Linked DNA regions of Mus musculus: region 2 is linked to region 1. The links are chromatin contacts, called in public HiChIP or PLAC-seq maps. All regions are on one chromosome and are shown on one strand. The core of a region is the stretch at or near the end of the contact, and the rest is flanking DNA. Distances in the headings are between cores, read along the strand shown. Region 1 overlaps Ncoa2 (nuclear receptor coactivator 2). Region 2 overlaps Ncoa2 (nuclear receptor coactivator 2).

Region 1 (5,919 bases), core at 1,928-4,427:
GTGGGGAGGGGAGTGGGGGTGGGTGGGTATGGGGGACTTTTTGGTATAGCATTGGAAATGTAAATGAGCTAAATACCTAATAAAAAATGAAAAAGAAAAAAGAAAACCAAAACCAAACTTGCAGTCCTTCTGCATGGGCCTCCGAGAGCTGGGATCACAGGTGTGTGCTGCACACTGGGCTGTAGTAAATCATTGTGAATGGGTGTGTCTAGAAGACTCCTGCCACTGTTTACACACTGCATTATGTGTTTTCAGTTCTTTGTTGAAATATGACAGTATGTCAGACCTTCTCTCTATTTCATCCACACATTGTCGTCCTGTGTGTGTGTGTGCGTGCGTGCGAGCGTGCGTGCGTGCGTGCGTGCGTGCATGTTGGGAAGCAGAGTCAGATGGATCTCTAACTTCAAAGCTACATAGTGAGTCCTGTGCACTAGGCTGTAGTGCCCAGGGACTTCCTCCAAGACTCTGCTGGAGGAGCTTCTGAAACATGCAACTGGGCTGCATAGTGAGACCCTGTCTCAGAAAAAGCACAAACAACACAACACAAAACAGTATTTTATTATTCAGTGTACGTGTCTAACTTGGGCATCTGTTTTCTGTTGTAAGTACTGGGTTGCTGCAGGGTTAAGAATTTATTCTCAGAAAAGATGATTCCTTCTACTGTCACTGTTTGAAATTAATTGTTGGTTTAGGTGCTCAGCAGGACACCATGTTCAGTTCTAAGTCAGAGTAACACATTAGACTGCCTAAGAAAACACAGTAGACTGAACTGGGTCAGGGCCAGACAACTCTGTCCCTTGATACATTGATTGCCACTTGTTTAAGAATGAGCTTTCTGGGGTGTGAGCATGCCTCACCTGGCACATAGGATGCCCTGGGTTCAATTCCCAGTACCACACACAATAAAACGTAAGCTAGCTTCTCTGTAAAACTGTGTGTTCTCCACAGGATTCCATAGTAGGTCTACAGCACAAAGCTGACTTTGGTGAAGTGCTGGCATTATGTCCCCTCTCAGGGTTGCAGTGACTAGAAGATCCTCTAATCTGGTAACTTAATTATAATGTTAGATACCATAGAAATGGCAGCTTAGTGTCAAGATCACATATTGCCTTATAGCAATTACATTAGAAGGTTTGAGATTCCCTTCTAATTCCTGAGGGCTAACAGGTAAACTTCTTCGGAGTTTTGGTAAATGCTTGCAAATTCTGGTTCTGCATAAACACACAGTTTCATAGACCAGCCAAGTTCACAAGCCCAGATTGTATTCAAGTGTGTGAGTGTGCTGCTCTCTCCTTTGCTCATCGTAGTCGCATTGAAAAGGACTGTGTATGAGTCACTGCGTTCTGCATTCACCTGTCACTGCACAGCAGATACACACACACAGACCAGTGCAGGTCTGTGAACTTAGGTAGGTGAGCCCCGAACACACACACATCAAAGTAGCTTTTACGGCGGTGCCTTTCCGACTTTGCACAGATGTGAGTACCTGGCTAAGCTAACCCTGTACTTTATGGGAAGATGGAGAAACATAACTGGTTAACTGGCCTTTATTAACACTAAATAAAATAGATTTTTCAGATGCATATTTTCAGAAGTCTTCATTCTGTCCAGTGCTTGGCTGGAGGAAGAGTTTGGTGAAGTCAACTGGTATTTCTACCAGCCCATGGTGAAGTTTGTCTCTTTACAGGCAGCCCTTCGGCAGCTCCCCTGATGACCTGCTGTGTCCACATCCTGCAGCAGAGTCGCCAAGCGATGAGGGCGCTCTTCTTGACCAGCTGTATCTGGCCTTGCGGAACTTCGATGGCCTTGAGGAGATTGATAGAGCTCTGGGGATACCAGAACTGGTCAGCCAGGTAGGCCAGAGCATCAGAGCGGCCAAGCACTGCGTAGGCCAAAGGTCTCTGTTCCTGCAGGCTTCTCTGGGATGCTTTTTCCCTCCCCACCAGCAGGCCTCCCTACTCCTCCTCTTTACTCTCATACTCTCACATAAACTGTTGCCCAAGAAGCAAACACCTGGGAAGGACCATTGCACAAGACAAGTTAAGCAGAAAGGCAGAAGCAAGCCGAGAGCCTCTTGTCCACGCTTGCTGAAAGGGCAGATTAGGAAAACAAGTTAGAGAAGCCACAGGGTCACTGCTTCCTGGGGGCCTTGGTCCTCGATGCTGGGATGGGAGACCATGTGAGCAGGCCTCAGTCCGGCCATGCCTATTCACTGAGACAGGCAGCCGCTACTTAGAAAGGACTGTTTCACACACAGGTAGCAGAAGCATCTTAAGTGTGACTGCAGCTCACCAAACACTACAACCCTTATGTGGGTGTCGCCCGTAACAATTTTAGGATGCCAACCACCCTAGTGAGCCTAGTTCTCTCTCTGCTCCCTCGTTAGTTTATTTGAAGAAGTAACAGACTTTGTCTTTCTTTGATTTGAGAAAGCCCTGAGGCTGTGATAATAACCCCATGGCCCCTCAGCATCTGAAACAACCTCCTCCTGGTCCTCCTTCCTGTCCAGTGCCAGTCTCCCTGTCACAAGCATCTTCCAAGGCCAGGCTGCCTGGCCCTGCAGCATGTCACTGTGAGGATAGTGATAGTCATCGAAGACTCTGGAACCTTAAAAACAGTCATAATTCCCAGAGTTTAGCAGACACAGGTGGGAGTTCAGACTTGTTGATTCATATTGAAAACAGCAGAATGGAAAGAAATGACTGGAGGTTGCACAGTACACCCTGACTTAAAACCAGAAAGGAAATGGGGTACCTATTTCCTGCATGACTGGTCGGCTTCGCCTTTAGCTTCAGCTAGAGTTCAGCTTTTCTGCGATTATCCTTGAGTTTATGCAGGTGACATTCTTAAATGTCCTTGGAGTTCCTCAGTGACTGGAATACTTTGAGGGACTTTGGAAGCGGGGGTTATGTTTTAAGAGATTAGATTTTTAAGAAATTTAAGAGATCCCAGCCCAACCTAGGCTCAAATTTATGGCAGTTGACCTGTCTTGGCATCTAAAATATTGAAATACTTTTTAAAAATTAAAACCAGTATTACATCATTTTGAATGCTCTCCTCAGGTCAGTCACCGTGTCGTTTAAGCTGAACTACAGACGGCATTCTTAGGGGCAGCGGTGGAAATGTGGTGTGCATGTATACTGTAGATTAGCCAGAGTTGCATACACAGTATAGAAATAAAGTTCTTGTCTCACAAACATCCCCAGAGCCCAGGAAAACCACCAGGCTCAGTGGTACACACGTTACCCCAGCAATGGTGAGTTTGTGACGGTGGAAACAGGAGGATTCCCACAGCACCAGCCAGTCTAGCGTAATCAGTGAGTTCTAAACAGAAGTGAGACCTGTCTCAAACAGAGCAAAAACTAAATAGATCAATATGGAAATAACCTAAGTAGATTTTCTATTAAATATGGGCAGATGTAAAGTTCTGAAATATTTCAACAAGGAGTGGTCTCCCTGCTGGTGGTACTCCATACACACTTTTTTTTTTAATTATCAAGAGGAGAGGGCAGTATACTGACGCTGTCCTGCTGACCACAGACCACAGGCAGCGTTATCATCCTAGGGCGTCTGGAAGGAAGGACTAAGGCTGCCAGAGCAGTAACCTGATGGCGGCTTGAGATGTGACTTCTGCTGCGGCTTGCCCTCTAAAGACCTTCAGATGTCTAGTCGTGGCTTCTAGAAGGACAAGGGTATATTAGATCTTCATATTGACACTAGAGCATCGCCCTGAGAGAGCGCTAGATTCCCTATGCATGGAAACAGGACAGTCAGCCAGAAGTTTCCATGTTCAGCTCAGTAGCAGAAATGACAAGACCCCTTGTCTCAGAAACTGAGTGAAAGGGCCGCATCCCCAGAAACCCTCCAGGCTTCACACACTCGTGTGCGCTTGCTTGGGCTGGCTCCCTCTCTCCTTCCTTTCTTTCTCTCTCTCTCTCTCTCTCTGTGTATGTGTGTATCACTCACATGTGCACACACTTTTTTAAAAACTAAATAGCTAATGCAAGATGCAACTGGAATTTATGCAGCTCTCTCTGTAAAACACATATCAGCTGGGCATGGTATCACATGCCTTCAATCCAGTACTCATTGAGACAGGCAGATCTTTGTGAGTTTGAAGCTAACTCAGTCTACATAGTGGGTTCCAGGACAGCGGGACTACATAATGAGACCATGTCTTGGGGTTTAAAAAAATGCATCTTTCAGACAATTAAATTAACCAAATATATACAAACTAGTCTTGCAGATACTCTGTCAGATGCTGGTCAGGGCACAGGGAGGACCTGCTACATGCCCTTACACCACCTTCCATTCCTTTCCCTCTGTAGGTCTTTGGTAGGAGAAAAGCTGTTGAAAAATCAAATGACAAACACATTGAATATGTCTAGCATGTAGTAGTGAATTATAGCAAAGTGTACGCATGTAAGAAGTTCCACTAACCATAGAGAACAGCGTAGTAAACAGTACACAGTGTAAGGCAGGCATTGTGACACTGACCTCGAATCCCAGCACTTGGGAGGTGGAGGCCAGAGACTCATGGTTGAAACCCATCCTGGGCTGCATAGCAAGTCAGAAACCAACTTGGGCTATGTAAGACCGTATATCAAACTCTTTTCACCAAAACATAATAGGCAGTAAGTTTATCACCCCACTGGTGAGCTTAAGTCCCACATCACAGTACGCACCACAGCCTACCCGCCCGGTCTTTGCTAGAAAGTCTCCCTCGAGTGGGCCTCATGTCCCCAAGTCTGTGGGTGTCTAGAGTGGAGACTGTAGGCTGCTTCCCCAGCATTGCTTATGGTGACTAAGGTGACCATAGGTTAAAATAACTGACATGGGGCTGTGTCTCTGTCAAAAGAGGAAACATTTGCAGCTGCCTGCTCACTAAAGGCCCTGCCAGGTTCTCACTGGAAGGAAGGAGGAAGCTCTGCAGGGAGGCAGCCCAACCCTTGCTTCTTCCCTCGAGGAGTTGCAAAGAGGCATTGGGTAGAAGGAAAAGTAGAGGCAAACTAAAAAAAAATACATTGGTAAACTTGGTACAGTATTTCTAAATCATCACTTACAGGAGGGGGGGAGCGCAGCCTCGTGTTCAGTACAGTAGTAGTAGTAGTAGCTTTACTGTGTGCTTATTTGGGGCTTCTTTTCAGAGCCAAGCTGTGGATGCAGAGCAGTTCTCAAGTCAGGAGTCCAGCATAATGCTGGAGCAGAAGCCCCCCGTTTTCCCACAGCAGTACGCATCTCAGGCACAAATGGCCCAGGGTGGCTATAATCCCATGCAAGATCCAAACTTTCACACCATGGGACAGCGGCCAAATTACACCACACTCCGTATGCAGCCACGGCCAGGCCTCAGGCCCACAGGCATTGTGCAGAACCAGCCAAACCAACTGAGACTTCAGCTTCAGCACCGCCTCCAAGCACAGCAGGTTAGTTTCTCATGGGACTCAGGCGGGGGCCCTGGCTGGCTGAGGAATGAAGAAGAGTTAAGTTTTTGGAGAGGGCTGTTAATTGGAAAAGATGATTTGAAATACACATGTCCTGTTGTTTAAATGTATTGAGCTAGGAATAGCTACCTTACTCTTTAGTCTCAGTACTCAGGAGGCAGAGTCCTGGTCTACAGAGTGAAACACAGGACAGACAGGGCTATATAGAGAAACCGTGTCTCAAAAAAATATGGATGGATTCTAGGTCAGCCTGGGTTACATAGTAAGACCCCGTCTTAAAGTCCCCCTCCCGACGAGTGCTAATGCCCGTGTTTGTGTGTAGAATCGCCAGCCGCTTATGAATCAGATCAGCAGTGTTTCCAATGTGAACCTGACTCTGAGGCCTGGAGTGCCCACTCAGGTGAGAAGCCTCTCATTTTTCCTCCCAGATAGGCTGAGTGACCTGGGTTTTCCTAGTTCCTCTGACTCCCTGTGT
Region 2 (5,846 bases), core at 310-2,809, 77 kb before region 1:
GTGGTGAGCATATGCAGTTTTGTGTGTGTGTGTGTGTGTGTGTGTGTGTGTGTGTGTGTGTGTGCTCTAACCCACAGCATTGTGCAAGATTTAACAGTTTACTGGTGTGCTAGAACGGGTGCCTGTGGCATGTTCTCCATTAGGACAGGCTGAATCCCCCCCATCTACTCACACCCCATCTCTGCTTTCTGCTCCCTCCTCCCTCCTCACCTTGATCTCTTATCCTTTCTCTCATACCTAGAATACAGTCATTTCAGTGATGTTATAGAGCACCCCTGTGTAAACTCTAATGTATTGACCTATGTTGTACTAACAGAGCAGGTACCCCTACCTCCATCTGTAGTCCCTGCTGTGAATCCCAGCCACCTCTGAGTTGGTGGCTACTTCAGGACACCTCACTCTTCTGAACCCAGTGATGGTGTCTTAGACCAACCAAAAAGCCAGATTCTTGTAAAGCCAGATTCTTGTTTTCCAACCAGTTTATTCCAGTTGTACTTGTTACTATAATTGCATATTGATCTTGAAATTTGAATTTGAAAACATGTATTTGTTAGAAATAATAAGATACGTCATGTGGACAATTTCCTGTTAAACGGGGACATGTAAGACATCTATAGTAGCTGGGGGAGTGATGTTCTTTTAGGTAAACAGTGAAGAAGCACTCTTAAGGGCTTAGTAGGGCTGTGTAAAGATGCATGCCTGCAGTCAGTGCTATGGAGCCTGAAGTGCAGGGACCTGAGGTGAAGGCCAGTCAGTATTCAGTATTCAGGAGGCAGTACACCCCTGTCCCCCAAAAAGAAAAAACCTTAAGTCTTTTTAAATAAATAAAAATGGGAAATCATAGCCCCTTCACTGCAGGTCTGGTTTACACCAGGAAGTGCTGAGAGAGCAGTAAAGATGGATATTCATGCTTATGTACTTATGATGAAATGCTTAAAGTTACAGGCATCATTTTCTATAATTATCTTTCACAACTTTAGTGTTCTTAATCAGCCAATTACTATTTCTGATTTTACAAGGAAAGTTTTCTGTTTAGAGTGAAACTGAGACATCTTGGTGTGCCTGAGAAAGTGCCTAGCAACTTCCTTTCTTTAAACTCTGCGGTCTACAACAGTAATGGAGTCTTATGTATTGACCCACTGGATAGTTCTGAAGGATGTGTGTTTATTACACAATGAAAAAAAGAAAGATTCTATCAAATGATGAAGTAAGCCTTTAATAAGTTAGATTAAGAAAATAATTTCTATAACACATTCAAGTTTATAAATTGGTCTTTTCAGTGATCATTATGTCCTGAACAGATCACTTTAGTGCCCACATTACAGTTAAAATTAAAATTGAGGGACAATTGGGTCCCTCCTACCTCTGCATTTGAGTGCTGGGTTTGAAGGTGAGTGCCATTGCCATTCCTGGCAGGATTAACTTTTGAGTTCTAAAATGTCTTATGTGCCTTGTTCATGTTTCAGAACTGTTCTCTTGGTGCCTTGTTCTCTTCCTGTGTGCAGTGGTGGTGAGCTCACACAGGACGGGTGAAGGGCACGTATATCACTGTATGAGGCACTCAGCCAGTGTCAGTTACTGAGTCACACCTGAGTTTGAGTCCAGCCTGTCCTTTGGTATCTGTGAGACTGAAGTTGCTTTGCAAGCAGGTTAGAGAAGTTAGATAACCAACAGGGTGTATATGTGTCCATCTCAAGACATCAGGCAGAGTGAGGTGTGCAAAGTGTCTGTGTGCAACCTCCTCCTCCTGAGTGAGTGCTAACCAAAAAGCCCCAAGGAAAGAAGATGCTGTAGGGTGAGAGAGAGCGCCATGGAGGTCAGGAACAAAGCTGATTGCCTCAGGCTGAAGGCCTTTGACATCTTAGTCATTTTCTCACATCAACTGGGAAGGCTGTTAAGTCTCAGAAAGAAATTATAAGTAACAGTAAAGAAAGATCATTGAATTTACCTTTGACAAGTTATGAAAGTCTAACATAAATCTTCTTCCTCTGCTCTTGGTTTGCTGATTTCTTTACATTTATACTTAAGCAAATTGGATTTTAAAATGTTAGCTGGAAGCAGGCACCTCACTTGCAGTGCGGAGAAAATGGCTTATGGGGTGCAAGGAGTGGTGCTCTTTCTGTGTTTTCTCATCTGATGCCTTATTAAAAATTGTCTTGCTATTTCTGTCTAGATTCAAAGAGCCCCGTGAGTGCCTGCACTGAGGAATTTAGCCTGAGAGGACGCAGAAAACAGAAACTGGCTCTAGCCAGTGATGTCACACTGATATACCCCAACCCTACCCCACCCCCACACCACTTACATATTCTGCAATGAATTTTGCCAGTGAGGCATTTGGGGCTTGGGGGGAATTTCTTTCTCCCACTTTAAGGAAGATGTAGACATGAAAATGTCACAATGTAATATTTGTGTCACCAGTGACTATGAGTCAAGACATTCATTTGATTATAGCAGTGCACATTAAAGAGCCACCACCCGCTTCTGTTTAATGTGTTTATTACTGTCTTCCCAATGGCATCTTGAAGTGTCTTTCACTAAAAAATTCATGAGTATTATTGGCTTTCAGACAGAAAATACAATATGTCTTTTAGTAACTGTCTAATAGACCACTTTAAGGCCATTATACAAAAGTAAATCTAAGAGCAAAGCATTTTGGGGAGGAAGAATTTTTAGCTTAAACATTTGTTTATACAGTCTTCTTACTCTTGCGTAGAAGAGGATCTGGAACGCAGAAGGTAGTTGCCGACGCCATCTCCTTGGAGAGTAGTTGTAGGGTGTGTTGTTTTCTTTAGTCCTGGCAACTGCTGCTGTTGTAGTATTGAAGTCATTTTCTTTTTTTTCTTTTTTCTTTTTTTCTTTTTTCCCTGAGACAGGGTTTCTCTGTGTAGCCCTGGCTGTCCTGGAACTCACTCTGTAGACCAGGCTGGCCTCAAACTCATTTTCTTTTCTTTTTTTAAGATTTTTATTTATTATTATACATAGGCACACTGTAGCTGACTTCAGATGCACCAGAAGAGGGCGTCAGATCTCATTATGGGTGGTTGTGGGCCACCATGTGGTTGCTGGGAATTGAACTCAGGACTTTTGAAAGAGCAGTCACTGCTCATAACCGCTGAGCCATCTCGCCAGCCCCCTTGAACTCATTTTCTAATGAGGTTGTTGTGTGCCTGACCTGCTGTTTCTTTATAAAGTCAAATATACAATATGGTACTGTAAAGGAGTCAGATTAAACTGAGACTCTGCTTCCAAATAAGATGTCTTTCATCATGCTTTCCTTAGAAGTGACTCTTGTAAACGTTTGCAAGCTAACAACTGTCAGTGTGGACAGTGCATGTACTGGTGTGCAGTTTGTGAGTCTGAACATGTAGGTAACTGTGGGAGCCATAGTGTTGTTTAAGATGAAGTTAAAAGGATTCCTGTGTTCTAATAAAAATTTAATACTCCTTGCAGGAAAGTAATACCCCATTTTACTACCTCAGATACTTTAAACTAATATATGATGTCCTCTCTCCATTTGGTTTTTCTGTGTACTTTCACCCACATTAAGTACGTGTCTCGTTCTGCTTCACTTTGATTGGTATATATCGTGCTGCTTTGTTTGTGTGAATCATAAGTATTTTTTATATAATCTGTATATTTACTACATTAAGTGAATGTTTATTTAGCTGTTGGGGCAAAAGTTGGAATCTTATCAGAGTAGCGCTTGCCTGGGATAGTTTTGACCAGTGAGCACAATTGGGAACCAGGTTATTTCCAAAATGTTTGTCCCCTCTCTCTCCTCTTCCCAGTACTCACAAGCAGAAGATCCACTTTGTCCGTTCAAGTATTAGCTACTGTGTTTTCTTACGTGTATCAGAGAAGGCCCAAGAATTGTGAGTTTGTATAATACAGAGCTCCTTCTCCCTGGAAAGTGTAGGTAGATCTGGAGAGAATTGAGAATGGCTGTTCTCACATGACCTGATAAACTGGGGAAGCGCAGTGAGTTTCTAAGCAATGGGCTCTCCCTCAAAGAGCAGAGATGGAGGGTAGTCTTTTATGTGTGTTAACGTGCAAACATTTCTCGGCGTTCTGAAAGGTGGTCCCCAGCACTTAGGCAGACGGATTGGGAGTTCAGGTCTGCTGTGGGCTACAGAGGATAACCCTGTTCAGAAAACCAAGGGCTGGAAGAGTTCTTGTCTAGCGCTCTCAAGGCCCTGGGCTTGATCCCCATCACTGAAAAATTGTGCAGATCCAGCTACCATTGTGCACCAGTTTCGTGGATCTTAAGTGAGCCGAGAAAGATTGGAAAGACCTGGGCTGTGGTGGTGCGCACCTTTCCTCCCAGCATTGGAGAGGCAGCATTGGGCAGGCAGATCTCTGAGATTGAGCCCAACCTCTACAGATTGAATTCCAGAACAGCCAGGACGACGAAAAAGGCTGGCCCCCATGGAAAAGCTATGATCAAAGGACTTGTTTTACCTCTCTGTGTGGACATGTATCATTTCTGTCCATCTCAAAGTCAGGAACTTACTAGGGCCCAACTCTCAAACTATGTCTTTTTGGAGCTAGGAAGAGGCCTGGTGCTTGGTGGAGTTGTTACATGTGGAGTTAAGCAAGGGTGTTATCCTTTAACTGAATTTGTTTAGCATATAGTAAATCTGACAGGTTTACAGGCCTTGTTTGGAAGATGGCCTGTGCTGATAAGAGATAAAGTGCGCATTTATCACTTGCAAGAATTCTGGATGATTAACTAGCTCTAATGTCATGAGGCTGTTTTGCAAACAACAGCTTTGCTGCCTCCTATGTTAGATGGATTCGCTCTGCAAACAAAGACTGCTTTCTTTAATTGAATTGAAATTTGACATTTTATATTGCTTTTTGTCACTTGCTGAGGACTTGACTATGGGTATTGTTCATCCCTCCCAGATATTGCTACTTATAAAAGCTGAAGCTTGCTGAATTGTGTGTCTATATCTCTTCCTTCTTCTACCAAGTACATTCAAGCTGATATGGAGGGATGGGAGGACAAGCCTCCTGTCCCAGGGAAAGCACTGCCATTGTGTGACTATTGATAACAAGAATGGCAAAAAGAAACATCTCCAGGCTTGTCCTTCACAGCTCCCATCAACTGGTAAAAACTGGTTTGCCCCCAGTCACTCTAATTATGTCAGCCACCTCAAGTTTTATTTGTGTCCTAGTCAATTTCTGTGATTTACAGTGAAGTCTTAAGTTTGATGGTGACATGTTCGAGAGCTTTAATTTCCTGGAAGTGTTGAAAACATGCAGAGATGTAGAGCATACCTTTACTCTTTCCCATTTCATACTTTAACTTTGGAAATTAATGTACAAAAATACATTAAAACTCATCTCTATGTAGTTTTATTTTGCTGTGAGGTATTCTTCTGTAAGTCTGAAGTCGATCTTATCCATCTCACCCACCTATGTCACCTCGGCCCTGCCTCATGTTTTAGTGGTACATTGAAGTGTTTTCTAAGTGATCTGGAGAAGGTACAGTAAGGGTTTTAAACTGTCATTGGGCTACAGGGCACACAGTCTTTGTTTTTAAGATTTATTCATTTATTTTATATATGTGAGAACACTATAGCTCTACAGATGGTTGTGAGCCTTCGTGTGGTTGTTGGGAATTAGATTTTTAGGACCTCTGCTTGCCCTGGTCAACCCCGCTTGCTCCTGTCATCCCCTCCCCAGTCAACCCCACTTGCTCAGTCCCTGCTTGCTCAGACTCAAAGATTTATTTTTTATTATTATATCTAAGTACACTGTAGCTGTCTTCAGACGCACCAGAAGAGGGCGCCAGATCTCATTACGAGTGGTCGTGAGCCACCATGCGGTTGCCGGGATTTGAA

What was found. HiChIP or PLAC-seq counts read pairs in DNA pulled down with a chosen protein or histone mark.
Region 2: a contact with region 1 is called in a CTCF HiChIP or PLAC-seq map of CD8 T cells, with 7 read pairs. The contact joins two enhancer-like sites. A contact is called at or near these places in 1 of 15 datasets of contacts at CTCF or cohesin (CD8 T cells), 17 of 484 Hi-C or Micro-C datasets (2-cell embryo, B cells, CD8 T cells and 6 more), 5 of 115 datasets of contacts at active chromatin or transcription factors (the HPC-7 cell line, embryonic stem cells and memory CD8 T cells) and 4 of 9 other capture datasets (adipose tissue, embryonic stem cells, liver and 1 more).

The regions. Positions count from the first base shown.
Region 1 is chr1:13,152,304-13,158,222 of GRCm38.p6, reverse strand. Ncoa2 (nuclear receptor coactivator 2) reads left to right here. Exons shown (of 23, transcript NM_008678.3): 16 at 1,688-1,853; 17 at 5,148-5,426; 18 at 5,767-5,844. Among named protein-coding and RNA genes, the nearest start is that of Prdm14, 28 kb to the right of the region's middle. Within about 2 kb of position 3,177, at least 48 of the 459 cell types and tissues checked have an H3K27ac peak or open chromatin away from gene starts, as enhancers often do. A contact at or near this core is called in CD8 T cells and memory CD8 T cells, where this site is marked.
Region 2 is chr1:13,227,369-13,233,214 of GRCm38.p6, reverse strand. The region is part of intron 2 of Ncoa2 (nuclear receptor coactivator 2); the gene reads left to right. Among named protein-coding and RNA genes, the nearest start is that of Prdm14, 100 kb to the right of the region's middle. Within about 2 kb of position 1,559, at least 21 of the 459 cell types and tissues checked have an H3K27ac peak or open chromatin away from gene starts, as enhancers often do. A contact at or near this core is called in CD8 T cells and memory CD8 T cells, where this site is marked.